Linked DNA regions of Triticum aestivum: region 2 is linked to region 1. The links are chromatin contacts, called in public Hi-C maps. All regions are on one chromosome and are shown on one strand. Each heading gives the region's core, a stretch centred on a gene start, on an enhancer-like site or on the middle of the called end of the contact. The rest is flanking DNA. Distances are from core to core; before and after follow the strand shown. Region 1 holds the start of LOC123085751 (NAC domain-containing protein 1). Region 2 has its middle 110 kb from the start of LOC123085752.

Evidence for each region. Hi-C and Micro-C count contacts between places; a contact is called where the count stands out from the background.
Region 2: a contact with region 1 is called in a Hi-C map of leaf, with 2.5 times the contacts expected there. The contact joins the enhancer-like site here to the promoter of LOC123085751 in region 1. A contact is called at or near these places in 2 of 5 Hi-C or Micro-C datasets (both in leaf) and 1 of 1 datasets of contacts at active chromatin or transcription factors (leaf).

Annotation. Positions count from the first base shown.
Region 1 is chr4A:173,939,031-173,941,653 of IWGSC CS RefSeq v2.1, forward strand. LOC123085751 (NAC domain-containing protein 1) reads right to left here and starts at 1,318. Exons shown (of 3, transcript XM_044507448.1): 1 at 983-1,318; 2 at 529-836. The coding sequence starts at 1,148.
Region 2 is chr4A:174,397,281-174,399,903 of IWGSC CS RefSeq v2.1, forward strand. No RefSeq gene overlaps it. Among protein-coding and RNA genes, the nearest start is that of LOC123085752, 110 kb to the right of the region's middle. Within about 2 kb of position 1,336, at least 1 of the 8 cell types and tissues checked has an H3K27ac peak or open chromatin away from gene starts, as enhancers often do. A contact at or near this core is called in leaf, where this site is marked.

The DNA of each region.
Region 1 (2,623 bases), core at 68-2,567:
ATACATATATGCCAAGACGGATCGCACGTAGTATTAATTTTAGTTAAAGAAAAAATCTAGAAATAAATGAATAAAGCTTTCAATCAAGCAGGCGAAAGGTGAATCAGTCATTAACACGCGTATGCATCAATCAGGCCTATCATTGTCGGATCTATTGACTTCGCGCAACCATGCCAAGTATGCCTAAAGAACATTTCTTTAAACGAGACACGCACATTAAAGCTAGCAGCTCTTGCGTCCACTGGCAAGCCACTGCACAACCCGATTCCATTTTGGCAAAATCTGACATGCCGACGACACGAACCCGTACGCCCTCCCAGAAAAATCGCTGTGCAAGTGCGCGGGCAGGTGCGTGCATATCGTTCGGTGCCACGCATGCGACTACCATGACACGAATTGACAGACATATAAGATCTACTCCTATATGTGGTTTTATACTCCATACTAGGGTTTTGGGTGTTCAGTTCAGTTGATTTAATTTGTTTATATGTTTGATTGATTGCTGTACCGTACGTGCTGGCGACTTACCCTCATGGAGGCGTTGCGGAACTTCATGGGGCGGTAGGTGTTGGCGGCGTGCGCGTCGGCGGCGGCCAGGCGGTATTCGTGCATGATCCAGTTGGTCTTGATGCCCTTGGGCGGGCGGCCCTTGTAGAAGACGAGGGCCTTCTTGACGCCGACGCTCTCGCCGGTGGCGCTGCAGCGGATGGGCTTGTCGGTGCCGGTGGCTTTCCAGTAGCCAGAGCCCGCGGCGCGGTTCGGCCGGACACCGTTGGGGTACTTACGGTCCCTCGGCGTGAAGAAGTACCACTCCCTGTCCCCGTAGCTAGCCTTGGCTGGAATTAATTAACCCCCAAAATTAAAGAAACAAGAGAAATAACAGACGATTATTGAGATGAGAGTGAAGCTAGCGCAAGTGGGAATCAAATGAATGGATCATCAGCATGCATGAATCATGATCTGTTGGTGCAGAGGTACTAACATGGCAGGGCCCATGGGTCGAACTTGTAGATATCAACGTCGGCGATGATGGAGACGGGGCAGGGCGATTCGGCGGCGCGGTTGCGGAGGTAGTGGAGGATGAGCTCCTCGTCCGTCGGGTGGAACCGGAAGCCCGGCGGCAGCATGGCCGGGTCGGACATGATCATCGCCACGCCACGCGCGCTCGATGACAAAAACCCTAGCTAGCTAGCTAGCTAGATAACTTCGACTGCTAACCAGGCTTGGAAGAAGATCTGGTAGCTAGAGGGAGCTAGCGATAGATGAGCAGAGCTTGTAGGTATGAGAAATGAGGAGCTCGAACTTTTGGAGACGAGAGGGGAGGGGCCGCTTATATGGTTGCGGAATTTTGTCCTCTTGTGCGCGTGACGCCTGGCCATGGCCCGGCCAGGAGGGAGGGAGGGAGGGCTTCTCTGTGGTTTCGTCGGGAAGGGGCCGGGTGTGTGGTTATCGTTGATTCGTTATTCCTCACGTCCGGCGTGATGGCGCCGGGGATTGGGCATGGACATGGGCCGCCATGACGTCGGCCGGTGAAACTCGCTGGCGCACGCACGTGTTGCCTGCTGAGCGATGGATTTGGGCCGAATCTCTCGCCCGATCCACCCGACACAACGGAATCCCACACCGTTTTTTTTTTGTGAAGTTTTCGGATCCCACACCGTTGTTGCAGAGTAATAACACGGCTTATATAGTTTCAAAAAAAAACACGGCTTATATTCATTCAGCCAAAAAATGATAGGAAACTCTGTTATTCTTTTTTGACATAAATGAATCGTTCCTTGGGTTTTTTGCCAAGGATGCATGAGTCAGAGTGTAGAGACTCCGGACTAACATATAGGCAACTTCAGCTAGATTAACAGGGATAGAACAAAAAGGAAGGTATGCAATATGTTGACAAATTTGTGGGTCTAGTAGCAAGGCCAGATTTAGTTCGACACTACAGTGAGATGGCGCGGAAACAGGTTATGAGGGTAGGATTTGTTTGTTTGGGCTTTTTCTGGCTAAGAAAGGCATATGCTACAGACAAGAAATTGGACCCGTAGTAGGGTTAGTCTGGCAAAAGAAAGAAAGCGTAGCGGTACCATATGCAGCTTCAACCTGTATTAGCTTTGTCTTGTATATGAATTGTGCTTGCTACTATTCTTGTGCATATTACCTAGTATGATATCGATGTGGTGGACCCATTATGCTAAGCAGGCTATTTGAACTATTCTTTTCTTGCGAGGGAAATAAGTTTGAACTATATGTTGGAAATATGGGCAATTTATTAAATGATTTTTTTACATCATTTAGCAAATGATTTAATCCCACCCTTGCCTTGTGAGGGAGTCCTGAACTAAGGGGTCCTCGGGCGTCCGGCCTGTTAGCCATGGGCCGGACTGATGGGTTGTGAGGATACAAAGACCGAAGACTGCGCCTGTGTCCGGATGGGACTCTCCTTGGCGTGGAAGGCAAGCTTGGCGATCAAATAAGTAGATTCCTTTTTTTGTAACCGACCTTATGTAACCCTAAATCCTCTCGATGTCTATATAAACCAAAGGACTTAGTCCGGAGGAGGGACAATCATTACCATAATCATAGCCAGGTTAGACTCTTAGGGTTTAGCCATTACGATCTCGCGGTA
Region 2 (2,623 bases), core at 86-2,585, 460 kb after region 1:
GTTCCGGTCTTGCCCGTCGCAGATCTATATGGATTGGCGAATGTCGTCCCTGGATATCTAGACCGAAAAAGCTTCGGTGGCGCGCTCTCGTATTATAAACTAGAATGGCCTCAAGAGGGCGCAGTGCGAAGCTTCAATTTCTTATCGGTGTCCTGGGACATGTCTAAGTCAAGATTTCCAAGGCGCTAATAGAGGTGGCGAAATTCATGGCGGCTGCGATTGGAGGTTTTGAAGCTTTGGTGGAAGGGTGTATTGGATGCGAAGAAGACTGTGTGCACGTGTTTGGTGACTTGCGACACCGGCCTCGGCAAGAGGGGCGACAACACTGGAGAACTGCATTTTTTGTGGTGCTCCTCGAGTATCGAGTCTCAATTCCTAGGGTGAAAACCTCCTAGGGTGAAAACCTAAGATCTGATCTTCATTGGTTGTACCTTGCAATGGCTTTGCTGAAGGCATTGTTTTCGGGTGAACTCGTACTTTCTCCAAGGTGAAAAAACCCTAGATCTTTGATGGGGCAACGAGTATGTGTGTGCATCGTTTCCTTCTTGGAGGCGCTTCTTTTGGAGAACCCTTTCTGTAATCAAGGTGTTGTCTTCGGTGGTGGTTAGAGTGTTGTTGATGCTAGTGATTGATCACCGTAACGGTGTCTTTTTTCTTTTGCTCTTTTTACTTTCTTTTTTGACATTTTGTTGGTACACAGCTTGGTATCTTCACGATATTAATATATTCCCCTTGTCAAAAAAAAGCTCTTTTGGAGGCAAAACTGAGCAAACTAAAAAACGAGGGTAAATATGAGTAGTGAGTTCGACTTAATGAAGAAATGTAAATATCGCAATTTGAAATTGAGCGGGAAGATAGTTACCATCCTAGCAAAAAAGAAAGTGAAAAATAGAGAGTAACACGCTGGCAGCAAAAGAAAAAATCAGAGTAAATGTGTAAGTTTTAAATATATTGAATCTTGACTAGACTGATGAAGTCAGTGACTTTTTCTTTAGAAACATGAAGCCAGTGATCTGACTGAACGTCAGAGTCTTTATCCATCGAAAGGCCAGATCCCAGGTGTGAACAACTCTTTTAGCCTTAGTCCCAGTGCGCGCTCCACGTATTAAGGGAGAATTCGATGATATTTCAAGCAATTTATTATCTAAATATTTGATTTGTAAATTTGTCGTATGCTCGTAGGGTTTTCGTCTCAAATATACAGAAAAACTCAGTCTTGTTCGCTATCATAGAAAAACCACAACGACCAGGTCCCAGAATTATTGGAGTCGTTCTCGCACGTGTACCAGTGACCTGGATGGCATCGGAAATAATAGCAATGAGCGGGTTGGACGCCACAACCCACAAAGCGCTAACCCTATCCACAGGCCTGGATTCTACATGAGTTTAGGCACAGATAAGCAAAGTATGTATATAATCAAGGAAAATTAAGCTGATCTTTATCCTAACACGACCGATGGAGACCCCACGCATCAGCCGCGGTACAGAAGGCCCACTAAACACACGTTTATGGCAAGCCGTGGCCTAATGGCTAATTGCGTGATTATCCTGGACATGACGGCAGGATTTAGCAGCTTTTCCACGGACACAATTAAGCCGCTAGGGGTGTGGCTGGCTTCGTTTACGGGCGTGATTATCCTAAATCATATCGTAGTCAGGGGTTAGGTCGATCGCGTCGCGTCTATCCATTAATCCCGTCTGCGATGTGTCTATATACATATCGCTAGCTGCTATTATAGGTAGCTAGTCCAAAATCCCCAATGACTTGGTAGATTGTGTTGCGTTTGTTGCTGCACGCAGTCGCGACGCCCGGGAGGCGAATCGAGCGGTGAAGCTGGGCTCTAAAAATAGAAGGCGCAACAGCGACCTCGTGCGCGGATTTGCGCGGGCGTCGCCGTCAGGGAATAGCGAGCGAATTCTATAACGAGTAACTTTGCGGTAGTCGTCGGGCGATTCGCCAAGTCGCTGTCGAGGCACGTGTCGACGGCCGGGTGATCTCGATCTCGAACTGGTGGTGGCCCGGCAGAGGCGCGCTGGCGAGACGGAGATGAGATGACGAACGAACTGAGGACGATATGCACGTGCGGGCCCGCGCATGCAGAGGTGGGTTATATAGATATAGATCGACGTCGTGCCAAGAGTAAAGCTTCGCGAGCGATCTGGCTACGTGCCGCACTGCACGCCCATAAGGATTTGCCTCGCGATTAACCATGGACAAAAATATTGAGCAAAGACAAAATATTGGGCCAGGCACTTTTGGATAACTTTTTCAACAAGGGAAATATATTAATATCGCGATGATACCAATTTCACCTAGGCTCTGCAATAACGCAATGTCGTAAAGACATTACGGACAGTGGCGGTGCCAGGGGTGTTCTGTGTAGTCAGTTGACTACACAGGATTAGGGTCAAATCAGTAGAAGACGTTCAAAAAATAATATAGAATTAATCTAAATACAACTATTTGACATCACAATTTTGAATTGGCATCACAACTTTAAACTCCTGGCTTCGCCACTGATTACGGATGCACACAGCCAAAAGACAAAAGGAAGAAAAAAAGAAAGAAAGGCCCCTATACAATAATTAATTTCTTGTAGCTACGGCACAAATCACCACCTAG